2 separate regions of the Mus musculus genome follow, and region 2 is linked to region 1. A link is a contact called in public Hi-C data. All regions are on one chromosome and are shown on one strand. Each heading gives the region's core, a stretch centred on a gene start, on an enhancer-like site or on the middle of the called end of the contact. The rest is flanking DNA. Distances are from core to core; before and after follow the strand shown. Region 1 overlaps Pcca (propionyl-Coenzyme A carboxylase, alpha polypeptide). Region 2 overlaps Pcca (propionyl-Coenzyme A carboxylase, alpha polypeptide).

The links. Hi-C and Micro-C count contacts between places; a contact is called where the count stands out from the background.
Region 2: a contact with region 1 is called in a Hi-C map of the N1E-115 cell line, with 5 times the contacts expected there. The contact joins two enhancer-like sites. A contact is called at or near these places in 2 of 15 datasets of contacts at CTCF or cohesin (CD8 T cells and pro-B cells), 13 of 484 Hi-C or Micro-C datasets (the HL-1 cell line, the N1E-115 cell line, brain and 7 more), 1 of 115 datasets of contacts at active chromatin or transcription factors (neural progenitor cells) and 3 of 9 other capture datasets (embryonic stem cells, liver and pancreatic islet).

The regions. Positions count from the first base shown.
Region 1 is chr14:122,872,391-122,880,081 of GRCm38.p6, forward strand. It overlaps Pcca (propionyl-Coenzyme A carboxylase, alpha polypeptide), which reads left to right. Exons shown (of 24, transcript NM_144844.2): 22 at 4,374-4,514. Among named protein-coding and RNA genes, the nearest start is that of Gm46488, 35 kb to the right of the region's middle. Within about 2 kb of position 3,336, at least 23 of the 459 cell types and tissues checked have an H3K27ac peak or open chromatin away from gene starts, as enhancers often do. A contact at or near this core is called in the N1E-115 cell line, cerebellar granule neurons, cerebellum and 1 more, where this site is marked.
Region 2 is chr14:122,680,597-122,688,287 of GRCm38.p6, forward strand. It overlaps Pcca (propionyl-Coenzyme A carboxylase, alpha polypeptide), which reads left to right. Exons shown (of 24, transcript NM_144844.2): 13 at 4,286-4,429; 14 at 5,507-5,581. Among named protein-coding and RNA genes, the nearest start is that of Gm46487, 54 kb to the left of the region's middle. Within about 2 kb of position 3,920, at least 22 of the 459 cell types and tissues checked have an H3K27ac peak or open chromatin away from gene starts, as enhancers often do. A contact at or near this core is called in the N1E-115 cell line, cerebellar granule neurons, cerebellum and 1 more, where this site is marked.

The DNA of each region.
Region 1 (7,691 bases), core at 2,086-4,585:
GATTGACAGCTACCTTGAGACTGCACTGATGGAGTTGTCACAGAACTATGCTAACAGGCTGAGCCACCACTGCAGCTGCAGGAAGCCTGGGCTGAGACTGGGCTGGCTGGGTATTGGCCTGTTGCTTTAGCTGCAGCCTCCTCCTTCCACCTTGGTTGCTGACTGAACCTTGATGAAGAAGCTACCAGCTCCTGGTCTGTGTGTTTTCAGTATGTTTTCTGGAGATTTCTCTTTCAAAAGATTAGCTAATAGGCTCTGGGTTCAAGGAGAGAAACAGGTGCAGTCCGTGGCTCAGACTGTTGTTTTCCCTCGTGTAAACATGTGCTTTTTCTACAAAGAACTGGGACAAGGAACACACTGATGGCTTCCAAGTCCATGGTGTGGCTTACGTTATAGCTTATAGTTCTCCTGCCTTTCTGCTGAGCTGGCATTTTGAAGACACGCCTCATTTTTATCATTTCCAAAACCTTCGTGCTGATTTTCCCCTGACTGACTTAGGGCTTTAGGGGATCTCACGTCAGGTGAATGAAGATGAGGCTTACAAGTAGAGACTGAAGGGGTGAGGGTGAGTGAGGTGGGAGGAGGTGAGGAACTTTGAATAGGAAGACAGCCTTTGAAAAATGTATCTGCCAGTACATTTGGGAATAGGAAGGGGGTGGATATAGTTTTTGGCCAATGCTTGATAACTTTGAGTTTTCCAGATAACTCAGAGAAAAGCTGGATTGTTGACCTATGACTCTAATGTTGACTAATGTTGCTCTAATGGGCAACAGCTGACATAAAAAAATCAAATCAATTATGGAGCTCATAATTGGACCTGGACGAATGAGTTAGAAGGGAAATTGGAGCTCAGCCCTTCTCCAAGAGAAATCTCACAGGCTCTGAAACTGCAGCTGAAGGCTGTGTAAAGCAGACTGGACTTCATATTCAAAGGCCACACCCTTGAATCATGGAAACTCTGTGTATATGGCTTGAAAAATCACCTGTATATGTAGAGGCTTTGGAAAGGCATTCACAGACTTCAATCTCCATCAGGGGGCCTGCCTCGAGTACTAGACAAATAACAGAGCCCATCAGGTTGGAGCTGATCATACATGGATGGAGTGCTTCTCTGTCCAAAGCTGCTGACTGAGAATCGTGCATATAATCAATAGATTGAGGCATGTTCTCCCACAGGTGGGCAGCCCGCTTGCAGGATGTAGCAGTCAGCAGAGCATATCACTCTGGAAACCTCTCCTGTTCTACCCTGCACTCTCTCCCAAAGCCACAGTGGGTCCTATGCTGGTCCCACGGCCCTCCTCCTAACTGCCCGCTGTGTGCAGTGTTCTCATTGTATCTCCCATGTTTGCTGTTGATTCTTCTTTCTTTTCTTTAAATGTTTGGATGACATTTTCTCACTAGATATGTTTTTACATTATAGACAGCATAAAATGGATTTGTTTGGAGTCTTGGCTTGGGGGGCGATTTTACATAATTGGGTCAAATACCTTCTATGATTATCACATTTGGGTTAAGAAGCCATCTAAACTGCTCCCAGAGAGAGCCTGTTTTCTAATTTACCTGGTGAGGTGTTTTTTTTTTTTTTTTTTTTTTTAAACTTTCCATTCCCATGACAGTGGTTTGGAGACAGCTTCCTAAAACCAGTAGAGGGAAGTGGTTTTACTACTGAGTCCAGAGCTGACCTTTATGGACCTTTTCACCACCATACCCTGGTTCTTCTGGACCCACACGGAATGAAAAACTGTCCTCCTTCATGATTATACTTCTCTCTGTTAGCAGCCAGCCTTTTAAACATCAACACTGTGCTTTGCATGAACACAGACACACCCCTGAACTTACGTAGTTACAGTATCTGAAAACACTTAAGTGCCCATCATAGAAGTAGACTTGAGCTCTGCTATTGCTAGAAAGACCCTTTCCTGAATCCTCAGCTAGCTAACTGCACCTCTCCCCAAGAATCTAGAGAAAACAATGAGTCCCAGTTCAGATGCTAAGCTCTGTAAGTCCTAGTGCAGACTGCAGTGGCCCCCTTTTTGGAGAGCAGGCACTAGGAAACATCTATGGTTGTAACTAGGATGTCTTCTTGGATGGGCCCATGTGCGGCACCAACGAGGCCGGTTCAGACTTTTGACTCTACATACAAACTGCAGGGCCGACAAGAGGCTGTTTTAAGATGGCCTGTGATAATCAGGACAACATCAAAGGTATCCTTAAGAAGTGTAGCTTCTCTCTCTTCTTTTCCTAATCAGAAAGGTCACTTCTGAGTCAGCCATGTTCAACAAGACCTCTCCTGAGGCATCCACTCCTTGTTATTTTTCACTTGTGATTACAATAAGTCATTTATTCCTAAACAGATTTAAGAACAATAAACAAATACAAAAGGGAAAGGAACATCTCATCAATAACAAAGGCTGTGTCTGAAGCACTGAGTTTTGGACTCTTTTACATCTCTTTCCAAGCAAAGCAGGGGCCCTACAGAGAAAGGAATTTAGAAGATATGAAAGTTATAAAAATAGTAAGGGACCCAGTTTTTTGTCAGGATCTGGGCCTCTCAGGAGAAATGGTCTGAAGACAGCCTTAGCTTTGTTCACATTGAGGCTTAGTTGTGAGATAGCTGAAGTATTGGTTCTTAAGCCTATTTGCTGTGGTGAAAAGCTGTTAAATTGTATTCTCAGTATATACTTTTCCTAAATTCATATTTTGAAGTTAAAGAAAACCAGGGGGAAAATAGATCTGAATGCTACAGTGAAAACTAATCCCTGGGGCAGAATGCCAGCTGGTCACGTAGTAGTGACACCCTAGTGATGCTGCTAGAAATGAAACCCGCCTGATGCACACGTACCTCTAGTGCTGCTGGACTTACTGCCCGGTACACACGAGCCTCTAGTGCTGCCGGACTTTCTGTTCCAAGGGAGATAGAGCACAGATACTAAAACTGTGCAATTTGGCCCAATTATGTCCCCCCTTGGTTCCCAAGGATTTAATGAGGGCCTTGGAAGTACAATTCATGGGTGATGCGTAGTCCCTCTGCCCAGGGTGTCGTCAGACTGACAGCAGCCTGCTTTTCCCTTGTCATTTATGACTCAGATGAATTTTAATAGGAGCAAAAAGCTTTTATTTGTGCTGTAATTTCACTTAAGGATCATATCCTTCAGGAACTGGCAGACATTTCTATGTCTTGATTGCAAAACACACACTCAGGAGTAAAGAAACACCCAGAAGATGTTATTATTCAACCTGTCACAGTGTCGAAAATCTGCTTGGAACCTAGGCTATCAAAGCTCTTCTGTGGGGCCTCCCCCACCTGCTTTAAATAGGCCCTGTAAAGAGCCACTTGGAGAGTGCCACTGTCCCCAGGCAGAATCAAAGTGGGAATCAGATTCTGCCTCGGCCTCCCTGCCAGCATGATGCCCACAGGAGGCTTTGAGTTACAGCAGCTTTCCTCCAACAAAATGGAGCTGCCCAGTGGGTGCTGCTTCTGTCCTCCCCAGAGAGACCGGATCTGGTGGGAACCAGAAACCAATTCCCTACCTCAAAGCGTTTTATTTTCTGTTTGGGTAGAGCGAATCGTGGTTCATATATTTATCTGGGATGTTTCCTGTCCAGTAGGTATTGTCTGTATTAGAAATGTTAAGATTGACTTGTTGGCCATCCACCTTTGCTATGCCATGAAAACTGATGTGCCTGGCATTTTCCGTGTTTTACAAATCTTGGTGCTATCATATCTCGGCCCAAAAGATATTCTCATTACATCTTGTCTTTCTACTAGCTGGCTTGTCATATGAGAAAAGGCTACATGGTAATGTGCCTAAAAGGAAAAACATTTTGATGTGAATATAACATTTTATGTCACTGAGAAATATTTGAACGTTAAGGACTTTTCTCTTCTTTTCTCAAAATGAACACTGAAGCCTTTGTCTCTATTTAATAATCTACATGGTGTAGCTGCTTCAGAGGTGTGGGAGGCGTGCGACAGCAATCTGCTGCCATCTACTGGTATGCACTCGGTGTCACTGCCTTTTCCCTGAGGCTGAGGGACTCAAAGGATCTGGTTCCTCTGCTTTGCACTGCTCGATCTCTCACTCACTCGGCAGTGTTCCTCAAGCAAAATCCTTACTGTTTTCCTTTACAAAGTTCTGAGATGGTTTTCTTAAAGATCTGTGATACTTTTTTATATATCACTAATTAATCATGAGTAATTCCTTTAAAAAACCTGTCTCCGTTATGAATAATGTTATGTGGAGGGTTTTAGAATGTTTGACTTTAAAGGATATTATTGTAATTTTAGTTTAAAGCTAAAAGCAGATTTTGAATAAGTGCTGTTTTAGATGATATTCGTCATTTGACCTCTGTTGTGCTTTTTCTCTTTCAAGTACAAAGTGCACATTTTAACCAAGCTTGCTGCAGAGCTGAACAAATTCATGCTTGAAAAAGTGCCCAAGGACACCAGCAGCACTCTGTGCTCCCCGATGCCTGGAGTGGTGGTGGCCGTTTCTGTCAAGCCTGGAGACATGGTAAGAGTACTTCTGTGTGAGGGATATGCTGGGCTCAGACTTCCCCTACAGAACAATGGCACCGACAGGAGCACGCTCCCAGTGGCCTCTTCTAACCCACAGGACGCTCATGGTACAGGTGTGCATTCACTCTGTATACCTACTTCACATCTGAGTTGTGTGGGTGACAGTGCCTCCTCCCAACTTGTGTGTGTGTAGGGGTGGGGGTGTAGGGGCGTGGAATAGAAATGAGGACAGACATTCTCTTCTTTCTCAAATTTGTAAAATTTACATTTACTTTGCATTGTTCCTTATTCCCTGGCCCTCTAGATATGAAGCATGCTTGAGGAATTCATGCCAGAACATATTAACCCTGACAGGGGTTTCTAGTTGCAGGATTTCTGAACTAAATGTCTAACTGGGGAGGAAAATTAAGGAAGCCTTAATCCTATAATCTGTTCAAAATCAGCCCACTGTTGTAAGGTGGAAAGTGAAATTCATAACTGGAAGCTTTATTCTTGACTTTTTAATAGCAGAGCTATATTATATCCCTTATCTGCTCAGTCCCATAACTTGCTGTGGACAAATGTGTAGGATACATACATCTTTCTTTTTCTTTTTCTCTTTCTCTTTCTTTTTCTTCAATCAGCTGCTTAGAAGCAAAAGTAAAAAATGGTTGAAAATGCAACTGGGAGATTCCCAGAGGCCCTTAAGTACTTGTGGAACCACTTTCATGGGCTATGTGCTAATTCTACTGTGAATCTGACTGAAGCCACTGGACTTTGCCTAATTTTCTATAATCATTATGTTGAGATAGCACCTGATTTTTTTTTTTATTAATACAGATAGAGCATCATGTTAACACTTAGAAAAATCCATGGAGGGGACATTGGCTTCTAGAAAAATACAGAATAAGAATGATCAAGTTGGATTGTTCATTAGTTCCCAATTAACATTCAACTGGGAAACTGACTTAAAAATATCTTCCCCTGGTGATACAGGAGAGCTATCTACTTTTGTAGAAAACACAAAGGGCCAGGTAGTTCTGCCTAGCTGCTTTCACGGATGTTCCTGCAGACAGCAGTACCTGAGGTCAGCGGTAGGCGATGGTGGGAGAGGTGAGGTGTGAAAGTTAGAGGCTGACTTGTGCAGTGCTGCAGAGCTCCCAGGGTTTTCATACAGGATTGGGGGGTGGAAATGGGCTCTTCACTGGTTTTGGCATTAACAGGCACAAATGCACATTGTATTATCAGATATTATCAGAGCAGTCAGTGAAATCTTGTATCTAAATGTGCAGGCTAGTGAGCAGTGAAGTTTTTTTTTTTTTTCTTTTTCTTTTTCCTTTTTCGCTTTTTGTTGTTGTGGTTGTGGTTACCTCTACCCTCTGGGGTTTTCTTTCTTTCTTCTTGTTTGTTTGTTTTGTTTTTCTGGAAGCCACCCAGTCTATATACTGCCAGCCCCAGCTTGCCAGTTCTAATTGTGGCTATAATTAGAGCATCACATTTGTGCTTTTTTGTCCTCATAAGAGGGTATTTACCTTCAATCCTAGTTTTCTGACATCTAAGACCAAGATGGGCAGAAGGTGTGGGTCAGCTCTTGCCTGGGAGGCTGCCCCCATTTGCTCCATCCTAGCTCTATTTACCCACTTATGATTGCTTAACTGGTAAGCAAGGCAGTGCAAGTGCAGCCTTCTTACCTCTTAATAAATACAGTCTTCTGGCATTATTGTTGCCCTTCCTACTTTTCATTATGTGGTCAGCAAGTTTGCTTGGGAAAAGCCAGTGATCAACAAGAGCCTAAACCCAGTCTTGCTTGGCAGGGAGCTCTCAGATTAAAAGCACCCATTATCAATTCAGTGTGGGTATTGGAGAATGGCTGCAGAATGTGTACAGAGAACAGGGCCTGCTGTAAGTACTCCTGAAGCCAGAGTTCCTGGCTTCACACTCACCTTCTTTATGAACGCTGTGTGTCTGTGCATGTGGCTGGCTGGTCAGGTGCAACACACATCTTTTTATTCCTGGAAGAACTTCCTTTCATATTCTATGCTGCTGTACTGTGGGAAAACTGTTTTCTCTTGAATTACTAATATTTGTGAAGAGTGTCCTGAACCACAAATACTGAAGCTGGACACAGGGTGAGGGGTGTGCCAGCTCCTCCCAGAATCTCTGCTCGAAATCTGCAGTCACAAGGCAAGGACCTCTCCTTGGACTCACGGTAGAGAACTTAGTGAAGCTGTCAGAAGAAATGCTAACGCTGCTTGTAACTGCAGTTCTGCAGTTAAAATGGCTGAGGGCTGGTGGAGTGTGAGAGGTAAGGGAAGCTCCACTTTACCAGTGAAAGTTAACCATCCCTGTGTGTTCTCAGGAAACACAACTGAGGCCATGAAAGCACTCTTGGTTTTCTTTACAGTTTTGTTCACAGTTTAAATTCCCACAACCTGTAGCTTTGTACTGATCTTTTAAGAAAACTTGATACAGAATAATGGGTCTCCTTTGCATAAAATTCTAAGTAGCAAATCTCAGCTAAATGCCTTCATAGGGCTTGCTGTAGGAAGGTTTAAGAACTGCTTTATTTGAAACACTTCCCCTGCTCTAAACACTGGAATTGAAGTGTGTTATTCAAAATAAATGAAGTATTTATTCAAAATACTCCTTTAGGATACACACAGCAAGAGTTTCCAATGCTTCAACCTATTTTTTAATATTAGGGACAGCAGCAATCACTTTCTAAAAGATGGTAGAGTGGGGTCTTTAATGTATGTGGAAGGGATGCTAGAAAACACTAAGTTGCAAACAAATCACAAATTTAATTCAGGAGACAATTGATAGAACAGTTTTTCTAAGCCCTTTCTATTTGCCTTCTGGAAATACTTTTATAGTGATCATCTTCATACAAAAAAGTCAATTTTTCTATTGATATACTGCTAAGCATATACTATAATACTTCTTTCACAAAATGTTATGATTTGAGTTTTTTTTAATAAAAAAACTTCTATCTTTAACAAAAAATATTTAAAATAAATTCCTAGAGTATGTTGGCACCATACATGTGTCCTGTGGGTTAAAATTAGACTAAATAAAACATTTGTTGCAAGATTTTTCCTTTTGTCTTTAAACAATAAAATAAAGCTGTTATGAGCATATTTGTTTCCTTAGCCTTTTCATATAAGACATAAAACAATAAAAGCTCATAAAAAAG
Region 2 (7,691 bases), core at 2,670-5,169, 190 kb before region 1:
TGAAACTTGCTGTGTAGGCCAGAATGGCCTTAAATTCACTGAAATCCACCTGTCTGTACCTCTCTAGGTCTAGAATTAAAGGCCTTTGTCAACATGTCCCTCCAAGTTTTGGATTTATACTCACATTTAATATCCTACTTTGGCCTTCTTATGGCCCCCAGGCTGTCAATGCAAAGTGCCTTTGGCTAGATGGATTAACCAATCAACAGTAGTTTCTTACAGTCCTGGAGGCCACACACCCAAGAACAGGGTGTCAGCAGGGTTAGTCTCTTTGGGATGCCTCTTTCCTTGGCTTGCAGAAAGATATCTGTCTGCACATGGCCTTGCATTGTGCTGTATGTCTATGTCCATTCTCTTCTTATGAGGGCCCTAGGCATCCTGGAGTAGGGTTCACCCTAATGACCTCATTTAAGATAGTCACTTCAATAAAGGCCCTGTTTCCTGATGTACAGTCTCATTCTGAGGTAGCAATGGTTAGAACGTCAAGATAGGGGAAGATACACTGCAGTCCCGGCAGTCCTGTCGTCCTGTATTTATCTGTTAATTCTCACCAGGAACACTCCATGACAAAGCTTAAGTTTGTGCAGCTTTTCTTGAGTGTCATTATTATTTTCAAGGTGTGTTTGCATCAATGTGCTTTTTATACTTCATTCCTGTAGACCAAAAGTCTAATAACTTTGGGTCTTTATTTTGCAATCCCATATTCCCAGGAGGAAGGGAATATGGCATAATTTTAATGGGCACATTTTTTAGACTCTTTACTATGGCCCCCAGGACTGTAAGAAACTAATGTTTGTTGGTCACATGTGCCCATTGAATCCTATACTAGACAAAGTGTCTTTCTGAATTCAGAGAGCAGAACCAAAAATAAAGGCATCTGTTATCCTTCTAGGTGAGAGCAGCAGCAAGGGAAGAGACAGAGACATATAGTACCGAGCACTATGATGAAACCCTGTTTTATAGGAGACGACAGTTCCCTCCTATTTTATCGGGTAATCCTGTCTATCCTTATGACATCTATATTCATATCCTGTTCAAGGTAGGGCTGACTCCAACAAATTCAGCTTTGGAAAGAGCTTTCACAGACCATCTCTACCTGATACCTGTCTAGTCACACTTGATAGATTTACTAAAGATACTATGTAAGACACGTTAGCTTAAAATGGTATTATTTAGAGATTTAAAATTTGTACCATATACCTCTCCTCACAGGTGTCTCCTCTGGAAGTGCTGATTAAGTTTGAATAAGCATGTTCTTATGGAGGATTTGCAAATTTTAACATGCCATCCATGATTATGAATGCTGGGCTTTCTACTTTGAATCATGGAAGTTTCTGCTTTGACTGAGTATAATCACAGATTACTAGCTTCTAAAAATTTACAGTCAAATATCCCTGCTTTCAAGAAACATAGACTCTTTTTCCCCATCGTCCTCTCTGCGCAGTTGTGGAATGACTCCTCTCTCATCTGTACTAGGTTTCTCTTGCTGTTAACATGCACACTTACACAATTAGTTTACCCAAATTATTTTTCTGATAAAGAAGCCCTACTGATATAGTTACCTAATTTAAAAAATGCTTTAGCAACTATTAGGTGAATTCAGAGTAAAGTCTTAGAAGTTTAGGTCAGAGAGAAATGGAACAAATAAGCAGCTGTGAATGGCCACCTCTTTTCTCTTAATGAGAATCTGTAAGATCTGGAAGCTGAGGAGGAACACATGCTGGTCCAGCCAGGTACAGTTATGTCAATCATGGTTCATCATAAGAAAATACGAAGTCCTTTACAGGAGTGTTATGTTTACTTATGTTTTAAATCTTTAAATGATCTCTGACTTGGAGTAAAGATGGAGAAGAAAAAAGGAATCTCAGCTCACATTACTAGCCCTGTCTATAGCTGCTCTTTCTGTAAGTTCATATGCAGAGCCACATATGTTTTCTTTACCATAAACATTTTTAGAGTAAAACTTCAGGCATAAGTTTTACATAGCCACAGAACCCCAAATCAGGATGGTGACATTGTTACACTGCTGTTATCCAGAGACCTCACTAAAGCTTGCTACAGAAGGGGAAATTTCCTAGTCTGGGTTGTGTCACACATACTCATTCCTTGTTTGTCTTGAATTGTCTTGTCTTGTCTTGTCTTGTCTTGTCTTGTCTTGTCTTGTTTTGTTTTGTTTTGTTTTGTTTTGTTTTTGTCTTACTTTCTCCTGTTTCCTTTTGCTTTTGGAGATTGATCTCTCCCAGTGTAGCTCAGGATGGCCTTGAACTTGGGATTTTCCTGCCTCTGCTTCTTGAGTGCCGGGGTCCCAGGTCTGTACCACCACAGTCAGCTCTCTCTTTAGTCTCTCTTAATCCCATGGCCGTTTAGTCATTTGTAATCTTGACCTTTTAAAAAAAGCATAGGTGGTTTAAAAAAAAAAATAGCACATCTTCATTCAGAGTTCATTGACTTCTTATAGATGCACCCTTGCCCTTCTGGGGGGCGGCTCCAGCAGTGGGGAGCTTCTATGAGCACCATGCAAATGCCATGAGTTTCTGTACCCCACAATTGCTAATATGGGTTGTGGTGAGGAAGTGTGCCCAGTGTTTTCATGCTGCGCACTCACTGTGTTTCCTTTCATTGTCAGTGAAGTAGCTCAAGGGAGATGCCCTAAAATTCTCTAAATATTTCATTTTCACTGTCTCCTTATAGTTTCAACACTCACTAACTTGACCATACTTCGTAGCTTCTGTTCAGTTCTATTCTCTCTGTATTTTTACTTTTTATGTAATACTTTTGGAGTACTGGTTATTCAAAGTGGAAATTGAGTCTTTCACTTAATTAAAGCTCATTTTGAAAAGGTTGTGTAAACTGTGCTTTGTCACATAGTAGGTTTACATCTTATAGTTAAGATCAGTCAAGGGTGCTGAGATGGTCTGTTCACATGGAATTGGTGTTGAGCATTAACAGGGGGCTTTGCATTTGTGTCTTATGAATATTGTTTCTAACACATCACAATTTGATTTAAAATATATATGCATTAAACTGTCTAATAAGTTCTTTATTTAGTGTCACATTTATTTTACAAAGGGTAGATGCTTATTTTAGCAATGATTTGTCATTAAAATTATGTCAAAATGTCTTAAAATGTTGTTGAAACTGTAAACAAACTCATAACACACACAGAGCTAATTATGGATGCCATCTGTTTATTTTTAACCAAGCTTTCTTTTTTTTTTTAAAGACCATGGCATTGTCTGGTTATGATAAGCTTCAAGATTATTGTAATGACTAAGCCCTGTCCTTCAATTAGTGCAGCTGAAGCTAGAAGATGATTCATTTGTTCAGTGACCTTTTCCTGTGTCCATGTATGAAATGTGACATGTCACAATAATGAAATGATCGTGTCATACACCTAGAACTTAATTTTTAAAAGGAAAAATAATGGTATGAAAGTACTAGGTATGGCCAAAGATTTTTAAAATATTTTAGAACTTACTTGAGATTTTAGATAAAAGATTACATGTTCTTTTTCAGTGCTGTAAATGTCCTTATTTGAACCCAAGTCTAAGGATTTCTACACAGTCAACCAAATTATAATGATGTCTATCTGTTCATGTGGCTGTGTGTGAGTGTTGTGTTTTTGCACATATGTATCCCATGTGTTGGTGTGGAAGGCCAGGTACTCCCCTGGCACCATCAGCTGAGGTAGTTATCAGCAGTGTGCTGAGAAAGCAGAGTGCTCCCATCACCCTGGTCTGCTATTGTGCATGCTAAGCACTGCCCAGGTCTGTCTGGAGGGAAGGCAACCTGAAGGCTCCATCTGCTGCTTCCTGCCATGCTGCACTGATGCAAGATTACGCTAATCTTGCTTCTTGTCAGGACAGGTTAGTGAAAGCATGCAAGTGGGCACGCTTCAGACTGGATGAGGGCTTGAGAACACCAGCGGTCTCCCCACAGATGCTGCAGCAAGTGTAGCAGAAGGAGCATTATTTATCAGCTACACTGAGAACGGCAGCAAAAGAAACATAAAGCTAAACCATTAAATGTGGGACCACAAATTAATGGAAATTGGGAAAAGTAATGGAGAAGCTTACACATGCTTTCAGGGTGGTTCTGACCTTCATCTGTGTGGAGCTGTATTTATTCTTTCTTTTTATGTATTTCACTGAAGATTTTTAGTCAGGTATTACTAAAGGTTAAGCAGAATTATTTCACTTGACTCTGAACCTTTGTGAATTCCCTTGTTGATGTACATTTATTTGCCTTTTTCTTCACCTATTAAATGGCAATCTTGGCTTTACAGGTCGAACATCCTGTCACAGAGTGCATTACTGGCCTGGACTTAGTCCAAGAAATGATCCTTGTTGCTAAGGGTTACCCACTCAGGCACAAGCAAGAGGATATTCCCATCAGTGGCTGGGCAGTTGAATGTCGGGTTTATGCTGAGGTAAAATGCATTCTGATGGTAGATGGGGGTGGGGTGAGGTGGGGTTATGTCCAAGTTGGAACAGCCAGTGTGGCTAACCCACAGATAGAGTAAGACTTTGATAGCCCATGGTCAGTGCAGAAAAACACTAGGTAACTTGCAACAATTGAAAACAGAGTGGAGTTGAAGTAATTGTTGTGTTTTTCTGGGTGGGGAAGTCAGTAGCAGTGTGCTGGGACCCAGCAGGGCCTCAGCTGGGCGTCCTTGACTTTGTCCTTCAAAATTCCACAGACAGGCTCTACACTGTAAAGCTTTTGGTAAAGCTTCCACTCTTGGTTTATAATTTTAATTACAGGTTTTGCCAAAAACTGACACTTTATACCAATCACTCAGCTTCTGAAGATGCTTTTTTTTTTTTTTTCAGGTGATAGAACAGAAATGCAACATAAACATTTGTGCAATCTTTTAGGTGCAAGATATTAGCAATATAAAGCACTGAGTCAGTGTATCTCTAAGTGGGCTGTGAGTTGTTTTGAAATCTGTAGATAACTCAGACCCACACATTACCCAGTGTTACTGCTCATGATCATATATGAAGTGGCACTCACACGTCCCAGCTCTGCTCTCATATGTTTACAAGCAGAACATGTACATGTATAGAAGTGTGTATGGCTTTCTGAGTCTCTGCTGGAAGACTTTTCCCAGCTTTACCATATGTGAGCTGTTTGGAGAAGTAAAAAAAAACAAATTTCTTTGCTGTATTGCATTTGTTGTTCTGAACTTGAGCTATGTTTGATAGAGAGTCTAGGTCATTTTATTTTTTTGCCCAAGGCATTGTTAGAAATTTTAGAAAAAGTTGGAATTCTACCAACTTCAATAAAGGACTATGGAGGTCAGGCTAAACTCTGCTTGTGGTTCTGTGTGCTTTTTAAATATACTTAGAAGTTGTCTAGAGGATGAGACAATCGTATTCTGGAATCTGTGATTTGGTAAATACCGTATGTTAAAATAGACCTATAAATACTTCTCATTGTTGTTAACCTTCCTTGTGCTGGTTTATGTTTCAAAGCCTGTATTTCCCTTCCTTTGAACCTCCAGGACCCCTACAAGTCTTTCGGTTTACCGTCTATTGGGAGGCTGTCCCAGTACCAAGAGCCGATACATCTACCTGGTGTAAGTCATTAACTGTGATCCCAACTGAGGGGCTCAGCCCTTGATTTATGCCACACTTTCATGTTAGGGAATGTGAACACTAAAAGATGTAAATTGAGGGACAAGGGAAATTCATGGGGAGTCATTTCTTGTGTTAAATAAAAATATTTTTTGTACTTCATGGTATTTAGAAACATCAGAATCCACTCAACAGGGTAAGTTCACACACATCTAATCATATAAATGATAGTTTATACTGTGAAAGATCATAGAATCCTAAGAATGGGAAATGACTTTTTGTGTTAAAAATGTAATCTTTTCTTTAAAAAAAAAAAAAAACCCAACAAAAAAACCAAACTAATCCAGCCCTGTGTTATAGTCAGATGTCAAGAAGTTCTAGCACAAAATAAACTCACTAGCAGAATTTTATTAAAGAGTAAAAAGTGCCTCATTTTGTGTGGTATCACCAACTTTGAGGAAACAGTGACTAGCATTCATTTTATTCCATAGTTCATCTGTTCGTTTCCTTTCTAAGCAATTCGATTGCTTCAGAAGAACAAGGGTGGCACCTTCTCTCTTACTCAGGGTATTGAGTGCACATATAGATGACATTATGTTAGCCATGCATGAAAAGGCTGTACCATCTGTGAATAGGATTATTCAGTTTGATGGCTGCTAAGAAGATGGTGAAAGATTACAGGAAGAATTCTGAATTTGAAGATGTTATTGGATATATGATTTATTTCACTTTTAAGCTGATTTTTGCCCATGTGCTTTCTAAAGGGACTTGACCCTTTCTAGGCCTGGAGACTCCATGCTGTGTTCAAAGCCTGGAGGCAGAAAAAATTAGTAAAGACTGAGCAGGCATTCTGTGATGCTAAATAGCACATGAGAGCAAGTGTCATAGGGACATATCTAAACACTTTTTTAATCAAACAAACAAAAAAAAGTCTTAAATAAGAAGCTGTAATGATTACTCTAGTTGCTAGAAGTTTCCACCATGTTGTAATAGCTCACAGGATGTCAAACATTTTGCCCTCTCAAGTTTTTGCAATTTGCAATTTTCAAACGTGAGACCTGTTGAAAGCCCAAGTGATAATGGACAAACTCTACCCCCTACAGTCTTTGTCCCACCAAATCTTTCTTCAATTAATGCTGCAGCAGGAGTTTTATGTAATAACATTTGCAGTTGTGATCCATCCATAGAAAGAAAAAACAATTAAAATGCCTTAAATGTTCTGCTTACTGCTGTTATTTGCGTGTGTGAATGTTGCATGTCAGCTAAATGGACCAAGGAATAGATAAAGGGATTGGGGGCAGGAGAGTGTGCACTAAGCTTTGTCTATCATTATTGCTGGGAGCAATCAAATTGATGTCAGCAGGACAGTAGACGCGTTGACAGCTGTAATTATGTATCTCCATGGTGATCACTTTTGGCCTGTCATGGAGGCCCACAAGTCCCCTCCCTTCAACACATTTAATCATATTGGGCTGTCACTTGTCAGGTAGACACGGCGGGCTGGGAGCTGTGCCGAGGGGAGAGGTGAATTGATAATGAAGGCTGGGAGCCGCCTTATAGTTTCTAGGGTCCACTTTTTGGCTGACAAAGGCAATTTTAATTGTTCTGGAGGTATGTGGAGGCTGACTTGAGCACCTCACACTTGGGATGCATGAGTGTTTTCAGTGTGGTCCTCTTTCTCCCTCACTATATTAAAGCTAGATGTGTCATTTTCACAGGGAAGCCAGCTTTGGATCTTGGGTTTTTTTGGTCACAAGAAAGAGCAAATATTTCAGAGTTAACTTTTGATTCACACCTTTCACGCACATCATTAAGGCTGAAACATGCTTGTAGGGCAGAGATGAGGCTGTTCCTTGTAGTCTTTGATCTTCCAAGTTTGTGAATTTATTTTCAGATCACACTGGTGTGTTATGCTTAGAGTTCCATTTGCCTTCATTCTTGAAATGGCCAGTGGCGTTATGTAGGCTTTGTATGCATGGAGGAATGGGCAATTGAATTTGTTTTTTAATTGATTGTTACTAGTAAGATATATAGTTGGCTATTACTTAGAAAAATGTATGTAAACTGGGAGTTAAAACTTGTTTTTTTTTTTTCTCTATACAGTTTCTTTGG